2 separate regions of the Mus musculus genome follow, and region 1 is linked to region 2. A link is a contact called in public HiChIP or PLAC-seq data. All regions are on one chromosome and are shown on one strand. Each heading gives the region's core, a stretch centred on a gene start, on an enhancer-like site or on the middle of the called end of the contact. The rest is flanking DNA. Distances are from core to core; before and after follow the strand shown. Region 1 overlaps Il4ra (interleukin 4 receptor, alpha). Region 2 holds the start of Zkscan2 (zinc finger with KRAB and SCAN domains 2).

Region 1 (6,307 bases), core at 3,323-5,822, 2.1 Mb after region 2:
GGTGCAGCTCAGTGGTAGAGTGTTTGTCTGATGGATGACCCTGCGTTCTGTTACCAGCCCTCCAACCCCTCCCCACCCCCACTCCCAACCCCACCCCCAGGATACGGAGGACACTCTGAGACTCTGGATCACTGTCCCTGTGTCCTATGGTTTCAATGTTGGACTGGATCAGCATTTCTCTAACTTTTGCACCTAAGTTAGCCAGGGCTAGAGCTACATCCTGTCTCAAAGAAATCACAAATACAGTTGGCAAGATGGCTCAGACAATAAAGGCATGTATCTGAGGGCTTGAGTTTAATCCTCAAGATCCACGTGTTAGACAGAGAGAACCATGCGACCATTTGACTGGTGACCCCTGAGCATGCTCAACCATGGGACAAGACTAAGTGGAATTTGTGGTGAAGGTGCCAGGTTGGCGTCCAGGGATTGCTCTGGGGCATTCCCTGGCATCTAGGTGCTCTGTGAGTACTGTGCCTAGGGCAAAACCAAGTCTGCAGATCCAGTGCTCAGGAGCATCCAGAGATGCACAACACTGCCCTAATGCCTGTGGGGTGGTCCTCCATCCTCCTATTGCCTCAAGACAAGTGAGCGGGACTTTTGCACATTGGCACAGACCAGGCACTGACAAATTGTGGACCTCACGTCAACTAGCCACTACTTGTTTTGTGTGTGTGTGTGTGTGTGTGTGTGTGTGTGTGTGTGTGTGTGTGTGTTTGTGTGTGTGTGTGTGTGTTTTGTTTTGTTTTGTTAAGATAAGGTCTCTCTACGTAGCCCTGGTTGTCTTGAAACATGCTATGTAGACCAGACTGGGCTCACACTCACAGAGATCTGCCTACCTCTGCCTGTGCTGGAATAAAAGATGTGCCCAACCACAGCAGGCAGACTACTGCTTTTATGAATAACATTTTATTAGCATACGCCATTGCATTCATTTATGTCTTGTCTATGGCTGCTTTGGAGCTACATCCGCAGTTTGTTGTAGACAGAAACTATATTTTTGTCAAAAGCCTTCAGCTTCCTATCTGGCATTTTATAGAAATGGAGCTTTGGCCCTTGGTGTGGTCTGTGAGTTGTGGGTGGCCTGTCTAAGTGGTCCTTTGGCAAAATTATATCCTGATGTGTACAGGGCAGGAGCCTGTGGGGGAAGTGTGCTAGGGCTTATCACAGTCCCCTGTAAACCAAGGGATGCTGGAACACCATGAATTACTTTATGCTCCATCCTGGGGTGAACTAAGTCATGGGTCTGAGAACCACAGCCAGAATAGCAGTGTCCAGAATGAAGTAGGCAAGGTCTGTGGCCAGCGAGATGCTAACCAAGTCATTTCCTCTCGTGGTCCTGATTGCTTTGGTCTTCCTGTCAGGTCGGGGGTAACCTGGGAAGTTGTGGGGGTCCCAGGGGAGTCGGTAACTATGGGTGGTCGTTCTGTAACAGAGTTTCTATGTCTGCAGAAACCTCACATGCATCCCGAGGAACAGTGCCAGCACTGTGTGTGTGTGCCACATGGAAATGAATAGGCCGGTCCAATCAGACAGATACCAGATGGAACTGTGGGCTGAGCACAGACAGCTGTGGCAGGGCTCCTTCAGCCCCAGTGGTAATGGTAAGACTTGCCTGGGTGCTCCAGTGCGGGAGGTGGGGTACACATTGACTGCAGGTCAGCTGCTGGTTTGTCATATGCCCTTACTCTACCTGGAGTCCCTGCACCGGTCTCTACCACAAACTTGCTCCACATAGCTTTGTTTTGTTTTGTGTTTTTGTTTGTTTGTTTGTTTGTTTGTATTATTGAGGACGGAACCCAGGACTCCCCAGATGCTAGGCAAATGCTCTACCACTGAGCCAAATCTCCATGCAAGTGTAGTGATAACAGGAGTTGAAAGCAAGAATTTGTTGCTCTGTGACCAAGGGCAAATCGCATTCCTCATCTGAACATCAGTTTCCAAAAGAAACTGATTATTCTTATTTTGTAGATCAGAGAAGGCAAGCAGTTTGCCTCAAGTCACACAGCTTCTCAGTGCCAGAGGCAGAATTGAAGACCACATATCTGAGACAAGAGCTCATGGTTTTCGGTCTGTGGTTAGAACTGCTGCTCAGGCCACTGGGCACCTACAAGATACTAGAATTAACCCTTGAATGAGTTTAAAGTCATCGTCACATTGACCTTAACGTACACTCTGCTATCGTGGTCTCATGTGTATGATTGCCTCAGAAGTGATGAGCCCGGTGAGTCGGCACACTCCTGGAATCCCAGCATTCAGGAGTCTAGGAAGGAGGGTCAGGAGTTCAAGGAGGTGAAGTTGTTAATAGGGACATCAAAGCAAAACAGATCTCAGGGATCAAGCCTCTCACCCAGGTGCCCTTCCTCCCCAGTGAAGCCCCTAGCTCCAGACAACCTCACACTCCACACCAATGTGTCCGACGAATGGCTGCTGACCTGGAATAACCTGTACCCATCGAACAACTTACTGTACAAAGACCTCATCTCCATGGTCAACATCTCCAGAGAGGACAACCCTGCAGAAGTGAGTGGGCGCCACGGATCCCTGCCCTTGCCTGGGCACAGGCTGGGAAGGATGCTCCGTCTTTGGAGTAGGGTGCTTGGGAGGGGGTATAGTGAACTAGAGAGCTCACTCTCGGCCAGGCTCTGCCCCAGGCATGTCCGTCCCCTTCCTGGCCCTGAATTTGCAGTGTGTAGCTGTGTTGGCCAGTGTTCTGTAGCTTAGACAAAGTGCCGAGAAAAATCAGCGGTAGGAGGAAACGTCTACTTGAATGCCTGGTTTCCTAGAGATCAGTCTGTGGTCTCATGGCCCCATTACTCTGGGTATAGTGTTGAGGCCAAGCGTCGTAGCAGAAGCATGGTGGAGCAGAGCTGCTCAGCTCATGGTGGCCAGGAAGCAGACACAGACAGATAGACAGACAGACAGGCACACACGAGCATATGTCCACTTTCGTAATATTCCCTGAGAACATTCTCCTGACTCCCTGTCCACACACTAGGTTCCGCCATTTCACAGTAGCTCCACTCTAGGAAGCAAGCCTTTACCACATGGACCTGAGGGAACAGTCTGAGTCCAGACCACAGCATCAGGAAGAAGACTCATCCCTGCCATCTTAACTCAGAAAGGGGGCTTTTGGGCCACACCTGCTTCCCAGCCAGAGACACATGAGATTATGTGTGGCAGAGTAGTCACTTCACTCTTGGTCACATTTGCTATTGTGTGTTGTTCATGGCGACCCGTCGTAAGTGCATAGATAGGAGTAGAATTGAGCTGGGTTTAGTGGCCCATGCCTGCAATCACAGCTCTCAAGAGATTGAGGCAGGGGGATGGGAAGTTCTTGACTAGCCTGGGTTACATAGACCCTTTCAAACAACAACAATAACAAACAAAATCCTTCTACCTTCCTTCCCCCCCCAAAAAATAATTTCTACACAGCAGGTGTCATCAGATAGACGAAGTCAGGTGCCGATAGTGGCTGCCTGGTCCCTGCTTTAGAAACAGGCAGAGGTCATTTCCTGCTATGCTTGTCTTCCTCCCCTCCTTCCTAGCATTCCCTCTGCTGGGATGACCGGGAACCAGAGTGACCCCTCTGAGGTCACTTACTCAATCTCACACAGCGTAGTCTTACTTTATGATATGTTCAAACCCAGCTTAACCCACTTGTCCAGATAATAGTTGCTACCAGTCATTGGAGAAGTCAGGGGAGGGCTGACAACCTCCATCTCATTCTCCCCTTAGCAGTGGCAGGGATGTGGGAATGATCCCATTTCCAGCACTGAGGGAGTACCCAGGGCAGCAGCCAGGCTGGGAACCGACACACGTGTCTGCCAGCTCTGTATTCATATGTCCCTGTCTTCCTTCAGTTCATAGTCTATAATGTGACCTACAAGGAACCCAGGCTGAGCTTCCCGATCAACATCCTGATGTCAGGGGTCTACTATACGGCGCGTGTGAGGGTCAGATCCCAGATACTCACTGGCACCTGGAGTGAGTGGAGTCCTAGCATCACGTGGTACAACCGTGAGTATCAGGGTCGTAGGCTGTGAGGATCTCTACAGCCGTGTATATTCTCTGTTCAGAAATTCCCTCTGGCTGACCGTGGCGTTTTCCGTTCTAGGATGCCTCTAACTATACATCCCTGTGGCTGTGGTGTGGTGATCCGAGGGCTGCACTAACACACAGATTTCTGTGGTTGTCACTGTTCAGGGCCACAGAATGACTGAGTCTTCTTTCTATACAGTATGCAGTAGCTGGATAGTCAGGACTGGGGAAGGTTGTGTGAGGTTGACTCGGTGGTACCGCTGAGGAGGAAAAGGGCTTGTCCAGAGCAGGCGTGATGTACAGCGCACATTGTTTTTTTCAGCAAGTAATGAAAATCTGTGACTGAGTGACCTTGGGGGCTGCGGTGGTGAGGAGAGCTCACGGGAATCCTGGAGCAGTGTAGCTGGCGTGTCAAAAGCAGAAACGCAGGAGATGGGTCAGTGCGCCGAGGCCCGGAGTTTAAATCCCCAGAGCCCACGTAAAAGCCTTGCGCAGTAGCACGCATGCGTAATCCTGATGGAGCAATTAGGAGAAGCCGGTGGCCGGCTAGCCTGTGCAGACTGTGAAAACAGAGCATCTGAAGCTGTGTGAAAGGCTAGCTCGCCTGTGCTCCTCAGATCCTGACATACGCCATCTCGAGCAAAAGATTAACAATCGATTAAAACCCACACATGAAAACAAAGAAACCAGTTAGCTCCAGATAAAAGCAAATGCCAGGAAGGAAAGGAGGCAGAGGGCAGGGGTGGAGGAGCAGGTGGGAGAGGATGACGTCAGAGAAATCTCAGTGGCCGTGAACAAGGAAGATATTCCAGGGCTTGTTCTGAATGTGTGATCTTTTAAACCATGTGGCCCTCTTAGCCTGTGAGAAAAGTCCATTTCTAGCCCTGCTGAACAGAGAAGCCCAGGGGAGCAACCAACTGGCCTTCGGTCACTCAGCAAGGACCTAGTAGAGGCTGGCTTTGAACTTGAGCCCTCCAGGGCACTTGACCTCTGAGCTTTGGGAAAACAAGCGAGGCAGCTTCACGCTGTTGTGATCTGGACTTGGATCAGGGCCAGTGAGGACAGGGACAGGGATGGGTGTGATAAGGACTTGGTGTGTAAGAGGGAGAGTTGGGGAGACAGGTGGGAGGGCTATCTGTAGCCAGGTAACCAAGGGTCCCAGGGGAACCCCCAGTGTGGACGCGGACTGCACATGACACAGGGCGGCCTCCCCATTCATGACTGTTTTTCTCCTTGCAGACTTCCAGCTGCCCCTGATACAGCGCCTTCCACTGGGGGTCACCATCTCCTGCCTCTGCATCCCGTTGTTTTGCCTGTTCTGTTACTTCAGCATTACCAAGTGAGTTCCTGCTTTGGCTGGTGTCTCTGGCTGGCCCTTCAGCAGTGCTCTCAGAGGTCACAGTCATTGTGCTGGCTGAGAAAAGGCTGGAAGTCTGCCTCGAAGGGCAGGGCAGGGCAGCCTGTGGCTGGAGGCTTCTCCACAGTGGCTGTGCTCTGGAATAAAGAGAGCTAGGTTGGGGGACAGTAATGGTGGCTGCTCTGGAGAGAAGGAGCTGGCTTGGGGCTAGGGAGGGGTTGTTTGGGGCATAGAGAAGATGGGAGCTCTGTCCCTCTCAATGCCCATGGTATGGTCCCGGCACTGGGCATGTGGTAGGAGCAGAGGAATTTGAGCAGATGCTGTGAATATAGTAGGGTTTGAGTGAGACCCGGAAGTGGCGCTTGCTGGCAGGTAGCTGGTCAGCTACCTGGGCTCCTCTGTGGGCTCAGAGTGACCATGAGAACAAGACCTCCAGAGGAGTCTGGGCAGAGCCGGTAGAGGGGGAAGATTCACTTCTGGTGAGTTCTACCTTGGAGTCTCAGACCCAGAGCCATGTTCTTTTAGAAGTGAGATTAGAAGTCACTTCGAATTAGGGCTGTGCAGGTACCCGGTACCCGCCGCCTGGCTAAGTGCAGGGAGTGCCAGAGCCTCTCCTCTCCGTGGCTTGCCACTCATAACCTCGTCAGTCACCCGGGGCTAGGCACTGCTGTTCTGATGCAGAGTTTCTCTGTGTCCTGTTGCCCTTCCCTTCTCCCACGTGATGCCCCTGCACCCCGCAGCCCGCAGTTCTCAAAGGCACATGGCACGTTCTTCCATAGAGTCTTAGCCATGCCCCCACCCTAAACGTTCTGCCCCTTCACTTTTCTGGGCTGTTCCCTGCAACCCCCAACTCTGCTTCTCTCTCCTACCTTCCTCTCTTATACATTGTGGTCTTCTTGTTTGTCTTTTTAA
Region 2 (5,961 bases), core at 932-3,431:
TGAAATAGATGAAAAATTTACTTCAAATATTCAATTTACTTGTCAAATGGATATTGAAGGGACCTCTACTGAGTGAGCCATAGTGTTAGGGATACAGTATAAACTACACGGTCTCTGACCTGGTGTACTCTGAGTCCTTACCATTCTTAGGTAATGGCCTATGTTCCCTTTTTTGGTTCAGCTGTTCTTGGTGTCCTGAGTGGAGGCTTCCAGCTTCCTCCAGAGAAACAACCCTGTGCTGGGTCTCCAGTTGCTCTGGCTCAAAGTCAGCTACTTCCCACACAGTTCTAGGTGGGGCTTGCTTCTCTGAAGGCAGAGGGCTACTGACCTGCAAAACAAAGTCAACATCAACAAAGAAAATCGGAGGAAAGGAATTGCAGTCCCAACAGAGACGTTAAAGGGCAGGAGAACTGAGGGGGGAGAGGATCTCCACGGACGGAAGCGGGCTCACAGTCATTTGGGAATATGGGAAAAGGAGAGCGCTCTTTATTTGTGTATTTTTTTGAGGGGTCATTACTACAAAGTCCTCTTATATATCAGGTGCACAGAGAACTAATCAGAACACTAGTGAAGTGAAGAATCACAAAATCAACTCCTGAGCACACCCTGTGCAAGGTGAGACTGTAAACCTGTCAGACACTGAGGACTTCACACGGTTAACAAGAGGGCGCTGAGAATAACTACAGACCGGCAAGCAGGGACATAGAAAAATGATGATCTGGCCGTTAAACTGGATGAGCGCGGAGGAGCACGGCACAGAGAGTATTTCACAGGACACCTGCTGGAATGGTAAGGGTTAGGGAGGGCTCTGGAGATCCATGAGATCTCCCTCTCCCACCAAACCCTGTGAGGCATTAGCTATTTAATACTGTCTCTATCGTTTTGGTAGAAACATTATACTGAGGATTAGAACAAACAAACCATACTTTTAGTTTAATTTGCAAGATCATAGTTCAACCAAAATTCTCTCCTCCATTTAGTATGAATTTCAAATCTGCTTTTTGGGGAATTTGGTTTCCGGATCTTTTAAAAGTCCCATTTATTTCTATAATGAGCTCTTCTTCCAGAAATGTAGCCCTGCCCACCTGCCTTTCCCACCACATCCCTTTAAAATCCTCGCTCACCTGCTTTCGAAGTCTTCTGGTCTCTTTCTCCAAATGCACTACTAGGGCCACCGCCTCCTCTCCGCTTTCTGGACATTGCTTCTGCGCCCAGGTCTGAATCTTCTCAGGCAGAATGGTGAGAAACTGTTCGATTACCAGCTGCTCGAGGATCTGTTCCTTGGAACGCATTTCTGGCTTCAGCCACCGACAGCAGAGTTCCCAGAGTTTACTGAAAGCTTCATGGGGTCCTGTCACATCCTCATAACAGAACTGCCTGAAGCATTTACGGAAGGACTCACATTCAGTGCTGCCTGATCTTTCCAGAATGGGCTCCGATACCCACTCGGAGTCCTTTTCCACTTTCATTATGAGGCACTCCTCAACTTCCACGTCGATCTGAGGGTTCATGACAGTAGCCATGATCCAATGGGGCCAACAGGTCTAGCTCCAAGTCAGGGCCCAGAGAAGCTTCCGAGTGCCCTCCACTTAATGCCCTTGGAAATATGGGACCGTAGAGACATAAAAGACAGCAGTTAGCTGGGACAAGGAACTCCAGGCTGATTAATCAAATTTGTACAAGGCTCTTGAAAGGGTGAATGTGCACCCACCCCAAAGTCTGCAAACCCGGCCTCTTATCCAATCAAGATGCGCCCCCTCCCATGAGGTTCTTTAAGGTGCAAGGTCGGAAAGACCTTAGGTTAGAAGCTAGGCTGGAAGGGGACCCAGGGGACTGATGCTGGGCGGAGGCGCCGATCGGGAGGGGGTGTGTCCGCGAGGCGCGGCCAGCCCTGGGGTCCTGGTCCAGGTCCAGGCCGCTGCAGGTGCCCACCAGGGGCGCGAGCGCAGGAATGTCCGGACTCGCAGCGGCGCCTGCAGCGCTCGGGGTTCCTCCGCACGAGGATGCCGAGAACCTCGGCCAGAGGGGAAGAAGCTGCGGGATGAGGCTAGGCCTCGCGGGGGGCGGCGAACGGCTGGCGCGCTGCCCTGTCAGCTCCGCCAGCGCAGAGCGCGGGGGGCGCTGGGAGCCGCGGCCACGCATGCGCCGCTCGCGACCGGGGTCCGTGCGAGGCTTCCTCGCGGGCAAGGAGGGGGGCGGGAAGGCATGCGTGGAGGAATCTCGCGAGAGCGCGCAGCACCGCGACTTGCCGCCGAGGGACTTTAGGAATGAGGGTGAAGGGAAATTCTGGGCGGAGGGACACGCTGAGGTCTGATCCTATTCCTCCAGAGATTGTGAAGCAGGACGCGAGCTAGCGTCCTGCCTCAGGCCAGGCAGACGTTGCGGGAGGCTGGAGTAATTTCTTTAGTGGAAGGGGTGCGCGCGTGTGTGTTGGGGTTGCGGGTGGAGGGACTTCTTTGTGACAACTGGCGGAGGGATTACAGTCAGCATCTGGCTGTGCATGGATTGCTACTGTCTGGGAGCCTTGGTTGGAGCCAGGACTCCTGAGGAAGGATGTGTGGCTAGCTCTGTTCAAATGTATGGTCAGGAGAAGGCTTATTTTCATTTTGGGGAATCTCTTAATTACCCAAGGCTCTGAGGTCTGAGTAGCCAACGGGCTATCTGGGACCTAATAGGACCGGGCCTAGATTCCCCTACTGCTGCAAAACTTCATAGCTAGATGTCTCAGAGCCTGCTGGCTCATAAATGTCTGTCCTGTAAGTGCCTACTTTGTGACAATGTTTTAGGCTCTTGGCATCGTTAGTGGGCAGCACAACTCTTATTCTCAGAGGCAGGTAGCTTATTAGAAAACAGACCAATGACTTATTTCTCAAAGGTTTTGCCATGATTTGGCTAGTTCTAGCATCGAAGCGGCATAGAGAATACCATAAGGATAAATGGCACGGCATAAACTGAAGGAAGGTCAGAACGGAATAATCCGCGGGTGCATCTAGTTAGTATCTGCCACGGGAGAGATGGAGCCAATACACAGCCTGTTTTAATTGCATTTAAAGATAGTATTATTGAGTACTGGTTTCTTACCAGACATGGTGGTAGGTGATAAGCAAAACAAGATCTCCTATCATTAGTAGTTACAAATAAAGTTCTGTATACCTGGGGTGAATCCTTCCAAGAAGAGAAACACATTCAAGATTTGGTTTAGGTAAGAGGTCTGGGTGAATTTCTTGGAAGAAGTAGTACTAAGGATGAGATCCAAAAGACAGACCTCTAGTGGGGATTGAGCAAAGACTGGCCTTCACAAGAATCCCATAGAGAGGATGAGGTTGTCTCTATTTTAGAGTTTAGGGCGCTGAGACCTCAGTAAGGGTGGTGCAAGCGCTAAAGGTGATGGGGAGTCATGGGATGAGAATAGGGTCTTTTATGTACATGGCCCTCTTGTTGGTATTAAGCCAGGTGCACATCTCAGCAGCTCAAGGTCACAAACTTGAAGGCTTGTTGGACTTAGGGAGATTTACCATGAACTGTGTGAAGGAGAGTATAAGATAAGAAGGAGCTGGGTGTGATGGCACATGCTTGTAATCCTAGAACTTTGGAGGTGGTGGAGGCAGCAGGATCAAGAGTTCAGGGTTGTTCTTCACTACAAAGCAAGTTTTGAGGCCAACCTGGGCACACGAGGCCCTGTCTTAAAAAGGTTGCTAGTTAACTATTATGTTTACTTGAGCACCAGTGTTTGTGTCTTGAGAGCAGAAGAGCACATTTGTCAGCAGAGAAGTGAATCCACACACAGGTCAATAAATGCAAGCTGGAGACATCAGAGAGTGGTAATTTTCTTAAGACTCACTAGGGAATGGTAGGTTCTATTTCTCCTTGTAGGTGCAGCCATTAGTCTAGTCTCTTGCTGCTAGACTGGGAAAATGGATCAAGACTTACCAGATCAGGCTAATTAAAGGAGGCTGGCTAGCAGTGGTATAATCACACTTTGGAATAACTGGGAAACACATCCATTCTACACACTAGGATGTTAGCTTAATGAAATATGAAATAGGATGTAAAATAATTTTTGAGATAATCTGGCTCTGTAGCCAGCTGGCCTTGGCTTGTAATCTTTCTGCCTCTACTACTGGAATTCTGGGGTTATAGGTACCCGTAACCATGCCTGCTTGGAAGTGCTCCTCCCTTTTGTCTCGGGCTTGGTACAGGAGTTTGTCAAGGGAGGTACGTGGCAAATTTCCATTTGTTCCTGGTCTAGAAATTGCTCTCTTAAGATCTTGCTTCAGAAGGAAACCATTATTCTTAGATATCTGTACTTCTCTGTCACTTAGACAGAGTAAGACAAAAATCTCAACTTTGCTGTGAGAAGTTGCAGCCTGTCTTCTTTAAAGTTCTACCTGGAGCTGAAGACATTTGGACTCACTTTTATTATCTGCTAGGGGTGGGGATTGTTAGATGTTTTGGTCTTTCAGAAGTACACAATTATATCTTAGTGGAAAATTTCAAATATCTACAAAAGAATTAGCTCATGTTCCTGTCTCCCAGCTTTAACTGTTAACGCATGGCTTATCTGTCTACTCCATTCCCTACCTAGTCTTTTGATTCAGAAATATTTTGAAGCAGATCCTGAGTGTTTTATGTGTTCTGTGAAAGCATCGGAATGTGTTTCAGAAAGTCAGGGGCCCCGGTTTGAAGCAACTTCACCAACATAATATGCCCACTGCAGGTGCATCAACGATTCTTTTGAAGGGACAGTTGCAAAGGGCAACAAAGGCTCCCAGAGTTGGTAATGTTTACTTTAGCACAAGCGTTTTCGTCTTAAGAGCAGAAGAACACATTTGTCAACAGAGAAGTGGATCCTCATGTAGGGCAATACATGTAAGTTGGAGACATTGGAGAGTGATTGTTGTTGTTGTTGTTGTTGTTGTTGTTATTATTATTATTATTATTATTATAGACCTCAATTCCTGGGTAGATCACAGACATCTTACTCTTTGAACCCAAGAAGAGCATTTTACCCATTGCTGCTTTGGTAGACCTTCGCATCACAGATAATGGGTTTACAAGCCTGCTTTCCTTTGCTTCTCCTCTGTCCATGGTGCTGACCCAGCAGCCCTTTGGCTCCAGTCTGAAGAACTGTAACTTAGTTTGGTTAATATGATTTAATATAGGGTCACAGTAAAAGTGAGCATTAAAAATGCATTAAACAGCTGCATGAAGTGCTGTATATGCCTGTGCCAAGTAAAATTAGCCCCACATTCCAAGCTGGAAAATGTCCCAGGAATACTGGTTAGCTTTAATTTTTTGTTTTGTTTTGTTTTGTTTTGTTCTCATAAGAGAAATAGCCAAGCTCAGACAAATACCACATGTGTATTTGTGTGTCTGTTTCAGACATGTATTTTCAAGTATTTTTTTAAAACAAAGGTAATTAATTGTTCATTTTACAAATTAAAAATTGCCTTTTCACTGGCTAATAACAGTAATTGTCACCATAAATATAGTTCTTAGACTATTGAGCAATACAATAGTAAGGAATGTTAGACCATTTCCTCCTTCCATACTGACAGAGATAGGACAGAGACAGACAGGGGCTTGAATTTAGAACCGTTTGCATGCCAATCAGCTTTTCTACCACTGAGTTATAGTCTCAGCTCTCTGCTGTTTCTTGAAATGCTTATGTAGTTCTCAAAATTTTTTTGATGTGTGCTGGAGCAATGGCTCTGTGGTTAAGAGCACTAGCTTCTCTTCCAGAAGACCCAAGTTCAATTCACAGCACCCACGTAGTGCCTTATAACCATCCTTAATTCTAGTTCTTGGGGATCCATCTCCCTCTTCCGACCTTTTGGGACACCAGGCATTCATGTGGTGCACAGACATGCATGCAGGCAAAGCACCCATGCATATAAAATAAATATAAATTTAACAAAATTTAATGTGTAGTTTTTTATGAGGTACTATTAGGGCAGATAG

What was found. HiChIP or PLAC-seq counts read pairs in DNA pulled down with a chosen protein or histone mark.
Region 1: an H3K4me3 HiChIP or PLAC-seq map of embryonic hindbrain shows a contact between it and region 2, with 19 times the contacts expected there. The contact joins the enhancer-like site here to the promoter of Zkscan2 in region 2. A contact is called at or near these places in 6 of 39 promoter capture datasets (embryonic stem cells, frontonasal cranial neural crest, liver and 3 more), 1 of 484 Hi-C or Micro-C datasets (the STO cell line) and 8 of 115 datasets of contacts at active chromatin or transcription factors (VIP interneurons, astrocytes, embryonic forebrain and 5 more).

Annotation. Positions count from the first base shown.
Region 1 is chr7:125,567,574-125,573,880 of GRCm38.p6, forward strand. Il4ra (interleukin 4 receptor, alpha) reads left to right here. Exons shown (of 11, transcript NM_001008700.4): 5 at 1,450-1,601; 6 at 2,369-2,520; 7 at 3,861-4,017; 8 at 5,278-5,377. Among named protein-coding and RNA genes, the nearest start is that of Il4ra, 18 kb to the left of the region's middle. Within about 2 kb of position 4,573, at least 19 of the 459 cell types and tissues checked have an H3K27ac peak or open chromatin away from gene starts, as enhancers often do. A contact at or near this core is called in liver, where this site is marked.
Region 2 is chr7:123,498,445-123,504,405 of GRCm38.p6, forward strand. It overlaps Zkscan2 (zinc finger with KRAB and SCAN domains 2), which reads right to left and starts at 2,182. Exons shown (of 7, transcript NM_001081329.2): 1 at 1,125-2,182; 2 at 142-328. The coding sequence starts at 1,523.